Regions from separate parts of the Rattus norvegicus genome. Here all the other regions are linked to region 2. The links are chromatin contacts, called in public Hi-C maps. All regions are on one chromosome and are shown on one strand. Each heading gives the region's core, a stretch centred on a gene start, on an enhancer-like site or on the middle of the called end of the contact. The rest is flanking DNA. Distances are from core to core; before and after follow the strand shown.

Region 1 (3,208 bases), core at 546-3,045, 140 kb before region 2:
ACTGTGGTAATAGGTTCTCTTCTAGGGTCTACAACTGCTCCAACCAGGCGTTCTTAGTTAAGCGTAGAGCTCCAGGCAAGAATTCTGCTGTGTAGTTTTTAAGTCCACTGAGACAGTTGTTTGTGGCCATCCCCAAGATGGAAATACCACTGTTCAATTGGGTACAGCTTGCTGTGCTGATAATTGTTGTTGTAATTCACAGGATTTACAGCCGGGTAGGCAGGCCTGTTGATAACTTTTCTCTTCTGACAGCTTTCATAGCACCTTCCAATACTCGAGCTATCTACCAGGGAGGACACTTCCAGGTCAGTGCCAACTGGATTTCTTCAACTCCTGGACTGAAGTGTGTGGTGACTTCAGCAATAGACTGTAAGTTATGAAGCAACCACAAGCAATGAAATAGCAGCCTATGTAATTTGGGAGGTCTCTTGGACCCCCTTGATGGTGTTGTTGTTGCAATTGTCGTTTTGAGGAAAGGTCTTGAAGTATAGTATAAGATGACTTCAAATTCAAAACCCTCTCGCTTCTTGAATGTGGAGATTACAAACATGCATCACCTCTTTGAGCTAAAGTGTTTCTTCAACGAGGTCCACATTTATATCAATAGACTGAGCAAAGTTTGTGACTTTTCGTGGTGTGGCTGGGCCTGCTCCACTCAGCTGTAGGCTTTAAGAGAACAGACTGAAGCTTTCTGTGGCAACAGAAAGTAGGAATCCTGACTCCATGCTACCTACAGACTTCAACTGCTTGCTTGTCTGCCTTGCAGATTCTGTCTGGGATTGGGGGCCTCGTGATTATGTAAGCCAATCCCCACCCCCCCACCCCCCCTTTTCCTTCTCCTCTGTCCCACTCTCTCACACAAACACACCTTCTGGGACATATTAAATCCATGGAACAAAGGGATTAACTTGGATGCCAGAAATAATGTGTGCAGAAATGAATATGACTTGATTGCATGTAGAACCCTCCAACTTAAAGCCTTCAGGCTGGGTGTGATCACCCTGAAGTCCAGAAAGCATAGAGAAAAGCTATCTTGCTGGTTCTCTGTGCAGGCAGGCCTCTCTCTCTCTCTCTCTCTCTCTCTCTCTCTTTCTCTCTCTCTCTCTCTCTCTCTCTCTCTCTCTCTCTGTGTGTGTGTGTTCACATGCACATGCATGCATGCACATGAGGTATTTGTGGATCACTTACTACGCTCCAGGCACACCTCTATCCCTTATTCAGTGTTGCCTTTTCCTGACGCCAGGGCCATTTATCTTCTTTCATTGTTTTCTGGCAGTTTGGGATGGGATCCCAGCAGGCTTTTCCTATTCGTTGGATGCCCTGTGGTCCCCACATCAAAGTCTCTCAAAGTCCTGGGCGGGTCAGACATTGACTGTTCCAGCATCTTCCTTCCAGGCCATATGCAGTTCCTTTACCCTGAAGCCTCTTGAAGCCACTTAGTGTCTCCTCATACTGAGTAATCCCATTTATTCAGCATGCACGGCTTCCTTACTGGCAAGCGTTGGTAAAAATAGTTCTGCGGCCCCAAGGGACAGGGTCATTTGAACTTAGTGACTCTAAAAACAGTTGGTGTGAATAATGAAAAGCGCAGGCGCTGTGATGGATTCCTCTCGCCCTCCTTGTTCCTTGTTTGCTTGCTGAAGCAGAGTGTTTAGCCCCTATTTTCCTAGAACTGTGTAGGTGGATTGCTGGGGACAATTGATTTTTTTTTTTTAAAGAGAAGTATTGTTCCTCTGTGTGTGGAAATTATGAAGCAAAGAGTAATATTGAGCAAGAGTCGTCCTGACGACCAGGCCCTGGCTAATAGCGGAGACAGTGTTGCAATGTGTTTGGGCTGTGGCGTGCTACAGATTGAGCTGTTCTATCTGAAATGTTTGGGACACAAGTCTTGAGGACTTCAGGCTTTCTTTTTCAGTGCTATGAATTCATAGAAATGGCTTAGAACCAGGCCTTCGACTTTTACATTTCATATACGCACGGCCTGAAGGTGATTTTACGCTACATTTTCAGTGATTTTTATATGGGATGAAGTTTATGGTGAGGGTTTTCCATTTGTGCTATCATGTTAACCCTCAACACGTTTTATATTTTGGAATATTTTAGGTTTGGGGTGTAGGGTGAGGAATACTGGGCCTTTCTTGAGTGCATCGCTTCTCCCAGAATTGGGCTTTGCTCTGGACCCAGGATAAGCCTTAAGGCCTTGCTGTATGTAGTTGGAGGTTCCACGGACCGTTTCTCTCTTAGACGGTGGTTGCCTAGAATGGAGAAGATCAGCAGCTCTGCAGATGGTAGAGATCCCACTCTTCTTAAAAGTTATTGAATTGATTCTGGTTCAGTTCATGGAATAACCCACGCAAATCTATCTAGAGGAGTTTGATCATGTAGTTCTTAGGACATGGGACTATGGGTATTGAAAAGATACCCAGTTTTTGTCTTCTTGAAAGGGGTATTATATGGGGGCATAAAGGTGGGGGTTGAAAACATTCCTCTTCATTTTCTTTCTCTTATATTGTGAAATAATTTTTATATTTTGTAATGGAATAAAATGTCCTGTGGGTAAATAGTATAGGTGACCAATGCCCTGGGATCTTAGTTGTGACCCAATGTTTATAGGTTGTCCGTAGCAGATTACCACCAACTAGAACTAGGAATGAAGGAAGCATCATCAGCTTGGAAGCCTCATTACGAGATGCTTTGAGATCTAGAATGGAACTATAGATCTTGTAGTTGGAGTTCTAGGCTTAGGAAGCTTGTCTCCTACCGACTGGTCCCCAACCAGTTCAGTGTTGCCAGTGGCTCCTGAGGTTATAACATTTAAACATCTGGAAGGAACAGATAGTTCATCCTCCTTGTTTTTCCCATCTGTAATGTTTCTTAGAGGAGTGTGTGTGTGTGTGTGTGTGTGTGTGTGTGTGTGTGTCTGCGCGCGTGCAAGTGTGTGTGCAAACACACGTCTCTTTTTTCTTATTTGCTGCATAGTGTTTTTCTAGATACCTCTTCCTTTTGATCCGTTTCCCCCTGTAATTTCTGCTTCTGCCTTTAGTCAGGTCATAGAATTTCTCTTTCCCTGATCCTAAACTCTTAAACTACTCTTCTTCTTTCTCTTCCTCCTTCCATCCATCCATGAAGACTGCTGCCCATATAGATGCTGGCATATGGGGCCTAGTCCAAAGGACCTGTCTCCAGGTGCTATGTCCAAGTAGACAAG
Region 2 (3,457 bases), core at 129-2,628:
TCACAACCATCCATATTGGGATCCGATGCCCTCTTCTGGTGTGTCTGAAGACAGCTGCACTGTACTCATACATAAAATAAATAAGTAACTCTTTTCAAAATATATTTGCATTTCTTCTCTGCTCATCATTCTCACTTACCTAGAATTCGTCATTTCATTGGTATTATCTGGTTCTAGGAGAATATTAGGTCTAGAAGGGCATAGAGAAGGGTAGTAGCTCTACTACCTAACATATAGAAAAGTCCAAATGAACAATTGTTGATTGAAGAAGCAAGTGAATAAATACAGATGTATCTTGGGTAGTGTAAAGTTTAAAGGAATTGGACAAGCCATCATTTATTTGATCAGCATAAGAGTCGTAATTCTTTTTGACATAGTAAATAAAAAAACAAGTAGACGTATGCTTTCTCAAAGTTTCGTTCTTTCCGTACTTCACATAAACGAATCAATCTTTAAGCACTTGAAACAGAGCCAATGTTCACTGGACAAATACCAAGTAATCAGGTATTTGTGTTATCTGGAGTGTTTCCATTCCAGATGGATATCTATATCCATTTGCCATGGGCAGGAGAAATAAGGTTCTATTTTGACTGCTCTCTTTAAAAAAAGATTCTACTTTAATATCTGTCATATATTCGACTAAGAACTATGTCCTTTGTTTGATGAGTATTCAGTCCATACTTGCTGAGTGAATAAACAATTAGCTGCTAGAAACTCTTTAATTCCTTTATTGTAGCAAAAGTCATAGCTATTCTATTATTATAGGGATACTAAAGAAGCTTTACTTATGAGAAAAGTCTAAATCTAAGGTGGCTTTTTCAGTTACTCCTGCAACTGAAGTGTTCCAGGTAAGGACTCAGTAAAATTAAAAGGTTTCTGTTTGCCCAAAGCTATTTACCAGGGTTACTAAGCAAACAGGAGAAATGGAACAAAATGATAAAAACAGAACCTGTGGTTCTTTCCTGTGGGATTTTCTGAGTTCTATCAAGACAAAACCAATAACTGATGAAACTGACCTCTTAGAGAAACAGGAGGGTAACATGCAGCATTGCCAAGATCTCAAAGTCTGTATCCCATGTACTTAGTCATTCCAGTTATCTGTAGTTCTATTCAGTTTTTGTTAAACAGGATTCTTTTGGAATGCTCTGCAGTTAGAGACAAAGGCCAATGGCTTTCCCTGGAATGGAGGGTGGGCTAATGCTGGGAGTATGGAATGGTTTGACCTGACCTTTCTCAGAAATGAGGGCTCATTATGCAACCGAATCCAGTAGCAGCACAAAGGACAAGGAGCATTTGGTTAGTCTCAGGTTATCAGCAGTGGCACCTTTGTGGCCTAGCTCAGAAAAGGACACAAATATTTAAGTAGCTGCTTGGGTTCTCACAACTTGTTCACTAAACAGGCTGACAGCTCATTTGCTTTGAAGTGAATATGACTGTGCCCTATTGAATAGAGGAGGAAACTGCTGTGGAAATGACATTGAAGTTGCTTGAGGTGCTCAGCCAGGAACTGGCAGTGTATAGTTCCCAATTTTAAACTTTGGATGTCACATCCCATATGCTTTCCTTATAGCAAGTCATCTCAGAGATTACAAATATTTAATTCACTGCCATTGTCAAATTTATTAATTTGTTTGGAATCTCTTTTTAGTCTTTGAAACTCAGATAACTTTCAGGTTTGCAGGTTTTCCTGGAAGTCAAGGACCCTTTGGGTTTCAACGACTCACAAACATAGAACACTTAGTATGTATTGGGAACATACTAAGGCTAGTACTTCTCTGTCCCTTGCAGAATTATTACCTTTGGGCTCATATCATTAACCCTTCCATTTAATAGTGACAACTATTAGATTAAGTCTGAAGTTATAAGATTGCCCAGGTAGAAAGTGAATGACATTCTCAAAATCTTGAGGCTGTGAACTACTCACCTTGTGTAACCAGGCAAAATGTCCAGTAGAGAGATTGTGACACCAACCCAGTCATATAACCTCTGACCTACAATTTGTCCTACCTAAAAGATATGCCATGGAAAATGTGATCCAGAAATTGTTGGGGGGTGTGTGTGTGATCAAGCAATGACAAGTCCAGCTTGAGATGCATGCCACAAGAGGGATCCCACCCATGACATTTCTAGGAACCAGAGTCTGGCATCTGGATATCCCAGAGACCTAGGATAGAACAAAGCACACACACACACACACACACACACACACACACACACACAGAGAGAGAGAGAGAGAGAGAGAGAGAGAGAGAGAGAGAGAGAGCCAGCCAATGAAGTGATTCCTAATGATAATTTGCTTTTCTTACAGATTGTTGCCTAGCCTAGCTGTCATTAGAGAGGCTTTATCTAGCAACCGATGGAAACAGATTTAGTAACCAACACGCTTGGGAACTGCAGAAGAGTCAGGGGGCAGAAGGAGGATTGTAGGAGCCAGAGGGGTCAAGAACACAAGAAAACTCAGAATCAACTAACCTGGGCTCATAGAGGCCCACAAAGATTGAACCACTAACCAGGGAGTCTGTATGGGTCTGACTTGGTCCTCTGTAGACACAATCACAGTTGTATAGTTTGGTTGTCTTGTGGGACTCTTAACAGGAGTGAGCAGGGGTTATCTCTGACTCTTTTGTTGTCTTCGTAACTCTTTTCCTGCTACTGGGTTGCCTCATCCAGCCTTAATATGAGGGAAGGTATGTAGTTTTAATGCAATTTGATATGCTTTGTTTGGTTGATATCCATGGGAAGCTTCCCCTTTTCTAAAGAAAAACAGAATGGGGTAAGAGCAGAGGAGCAGTGAGGGAAAGGACCAGAAGAGGAGGAAGCCTCTCTCTAGAAAGGTGATGAGAAGAGAATTAGGATGTAGTGACATTGCAGTCCCTTTCTGAGAACTTGGTGTGTTAGTAGGACAAACATTTTATTCAAGAAAACTTCCTGAGGTCAAGTGACTTGGCCAACCTAATGTAACTAGTAACCGGTATTGGCCTCTCACTCCGTGCTGGAGTTACTATGCAATGTGTTAATCTGCTCTGGAGTGAGTCATGTAGACTTCAGCGACCTTTGAATACCTTGACAGAAATCCATAAGTTCTGATAATATGATGGAGAATGAGAGGAGACAGAATAGTAAGTTGGTTATCTGTTGGGTTGGGAGTATGGAAGATAAAGAGAAGACCTAGGAAAAGGGAAAAAGCAGTCAGGGAAGCTATTCTAGAAGACACCGCTCTCTCCTCATCTTAAAATCACTAATGTCATGATTTATTGTCTTGTAAGTGCTCTAGTATGAAGCAAGCTACAAAATGTAGTAGAGGTGACCTTGAACTTTGAGTGACAGCTTTGCTTGTGACCTCAAGAAGATGATTTAACTTCTTTGAGATTAACTGCCACATAGATCCCTCATTGTTTACCCAAGGCCACTTCTATTTTCACTCCTTTGTATTTTCTCCAGCCCCCAAGATGCTCAC
Region 3 (2,978 bases), core at 13-2,512, 170 kb after region 2:
GTGATTCTTGAATCTATCCTGAAGAATTTGAAATTTTTATTACTGGTAGAAAATAGGGAGCCACTGATAATTTTAAGTAAGGGACTATAGGGGATGGATAATAATTTTCTGTAGTCATGATATTTAGGTGCAGCAAAAGACAGACTACCAAGACAACAGACAAAAGGAATCTCATATATTCCTGCAAGAAAACCCAGAGAATGCCACATGGGTTCATAGAGTAAAGCCTCTGTTTCACCGTGAATTTGAGAGCAACATGTGTTATTTAAGACTATCTAAAAAAAAAAAAAAGGAAAAGAAAGAAAAGTAGCCAAGATTTCACACAATGCATAGCAATACATTCTACTACATGGTTATTATTTCTGCAATTATTCTGTTTTATTTTAGAATACTTACTGTGAGTAAAGATCATGCTTTAGAAGCTAGATAGAGATGGGAAGGTAAACTTGATGAGGATGTATGTGCTTAGATCAGGAGATAACAAAGACTTTGTTAGTGTTCTGGCAGTGTGATATAAGAATGAAACTAGGCTCGGAAGCAGGCAGAAGACAAAAGACCCGAGAGAGGCTAGGAAGTGCTTAGGTTTGTAGGTCAATAACCACAATAATTATTATTTGGATAAGCTCCTTCTAGAACCCTTGTCCTTAACCTGGCAAACACTAGTCACTAGTAATGAGATGGTTAATCTTCAGATACTGATGCTATCTAAGGCTTCATCTTAAATTACATATTTGGTAACCACCAGGACAGCACATAGTAGGTGATCAAATAAATTCTGATCAACTTGATTTTGTTTTAAAGTATCCTTCTGCTTCCTAGGCCTCTCTTTGTTTGTTTGTTTTATATTTTATTTTATTTTTTGAGACAGGGTTTCTCTACTATTAGCCTTGGCTGGCCTCAAACTCAGAGATTCGCCTGCCTTTGCCTCCCAAACACTGGGATGAAAGGCATGCGCCACCACACCCAACCCTGATCAACTTGGTTTTAACCTGCTTCAGCTAGTTAGTTAAGTCCTAAAGCAGTGGCAACTGTCAGGAGGTGAGCTTTGACTCTTCAGGGGTATAAGAAGGCATCTCAGGTAGGAGATATAGTCTAGGCATGTCCATTTTCAGCCAAGTTGCTAGGTGCTCTTCGGACATGCACAAGTTCACTAGGACCTGTACTTTGTCCTCTGAATGGTGTGCCAAATGCTGTATTCCTCTCTGCTTTGTCATGTATCTATGATCCCTAGTCACACGGTAACTAGTGACCATGCTGTCATCTTATGCAATAGCTCCCAGTGGAGTCCTGGTCAGGGGATAAATGAGGCAATGCATTCCTGAGTTATGACTGGCCTGCTGGGTCTACTTGCAAAACACCTTGCTCATCTACACCATATCCGCCACCTTCTCCCCGGCTTCCTTAACAGGTTTCTCATTTCACCCCATAAAGATCATGTTTCAGGTTTTAGTTTGAAACTTTGACAGCCTCCTCTCAAGAGGTCTTCAGAAACCTGATGAGAGCCACATTAGGTTCCAAAGAGCTGCTCAAAGGCAGGAACAGGAGCAGGGCTTGGGAGGGGTAGGAGAACAAAGGTTCTGAGCACTGGAGGTAGGCACAACAATGGATACTTTGCTTTAGAAGAAAGGATGTGACATCATCATTACCAACTGTTGTAGGTCGGCACAAGACCCTCTTCTCCATTATATTAGTTTCGTGTTCTACCATGGGAATTAAACATTTCCTCTTCAGGTTGCTAGGACAATATATCCGGGTGATGATTCTAAAAGAAGCCCCTATAGGAAGCTTCTATACAAAGACCCTATATTAAGCTCACCCAGAATGCCTCACGCAGAAGCCAAGATAGAGTTATAAATAAGCAAGAGACACTTGGGGAGAAATGTTGGTGTAGGATGAGAAGAAATAGAAGAAGCTCACCACGCTGTGGTGAGAGTGCTGACCCTAGAGAAGGCCATAAGGAAAGCAGGAAGAGTCCACAGAGCCGTAAGCCATAGAACATTATTTTTGGGTCTCTGCCAGGCAGGTGATAAAACTCTGAATAATGACTCTGTTCAGAGTCCAGTTGCAAAGAGACACCTTGGTTTTAATATATATGTAACCCCAAGTTTCTAGGCAGAGGTAGCCTGTGAAAGTGAGGCTCACTCTTGCGTGCTAGAAGGACTCTGATGATAGAACAGCTGGAGGCTATGGGGTTCCTGAGTTCCAGTCCTTAGGTTCTCTGTTGAGGAGACATCTTGATACAAACCTCTTTTTTCCTATCATTTTCTATGACCACGTTATGGAGTTAAAATTTTCTATCATTCACCTTGTTTAGTCTAGGTCTGGTATAATAAAACTCTATAAATATGTCAGCCTAAACTTGAAAATGTATTATTTGCAACTTTTGAAACTTGATCTTCAAGGTTAAGGGGTCTGTAGGATTGGTTTCTTTCTAATGTTTAGATGATGTCTTTCTTTTGTTTTCTTATTGTTTTTTCTCTGGTGTTTGGCATATGAGAATTGGATCAGGACCCAATTAATTTTGCTCAAACTTAATTACCACCTGAACGTCCTCATTTCAAAATAGAGTCTTATTGGGGATTCAGCCTTGGTTTCATGAGTTTGGTGAAAATAGTTAAATTCTCATGTCTTTCATATGTGTTATTAGTAAATCAGTTCCCCTCCCTTCTTTCTCCATGTTATTTATTTATTTATTCATTCATTCATTTAGTTTGTGATATATGTATGTATATATGTATTTATGAATATATATATATGTGAAATATAAATATGTATGCCACACATGTGTGTATATGTGCTGTGAGAAACTGAAGAACCTGGGGTATCATTCTTTAGGAGTACTCTACCTTACTTTGAGACAAGGTCTCTCTCATTGATCTGGCAATCGCCAGTCTCCACTGACAGATTTCCACCTCCACAATGCTTGGCTTACAAATGTGGGTCATCATGACAGGGATATAACTCAAATCCTCATGCTT

What was found. A called contact is a pair of places that touch in the nucleus more often than the background predicts.
Region 1: a contact with region 2 is called in a Hi-C map of liver, with 4 times the contacts expected there. The contact joins two enhancer-like sites. A contact is called at or near these places in 2 of 12 Hi-C or Micro-C datasets (both in liver).
Region 3: a Hi-C map of liver shows a contact between it and region 2, with 6 times the contacts expected there. The contact joins two enhancer-like sites. A contact is called at or near these places in 3 of 12 Hi-C or Micro-C datasets (kidney and liver).

Annotation. Positions count from the first base shown.
Region 1 is chr7:95,734,391-95,737,598 of GRCr8, forward strand. All of the region lies in intron 3 of Pvt1 (Pvt1 oncogene), which reads left to right. Among named protein-coding and RNA genes, the nearest start is that of Pvt1, 190 kb to the left of the region's middle. Within about 2 kb of position 1,796, at least 12 of the 93 cell types and tissues checked have an H3K27ac peak or open chromatin away from gene starts, as enhancers often do. A contact at or near this core is called in liver, where this site is marked.
Region 2 is chr7:95,871,898-95,875,354 of GRCr8, forward strand. No RefSeq gene overlaps it. Among named protein-coding and RNA genes, the nearest start is that of Pvt1, 330 kb to the left of the region's middle. Within about 2 kb of position 1,379, at least 3 of the 93 cell types and tissues checked have an H3K27ac peak or open chromatin away from gene starts, as enhancers often do. A contact at or near this core is called in liver, where this site is marked.
Region 3 is chr7:96,038,444-96,041,421 of GRCr8, forward strand. No RefSeq gene overlaps it. Among named protein-coding and RNA genes, the nearest start is that of Rgs22l, 470 kb to the right of the region's middle. Within about 2 kb of position 1,263, at least 10 of the 93 cell types and tissues checked have an H3K27ac peak or open chromatin away from gene starts, as enhancers often do. A contact at or near this core is called in liver, where this site is marked.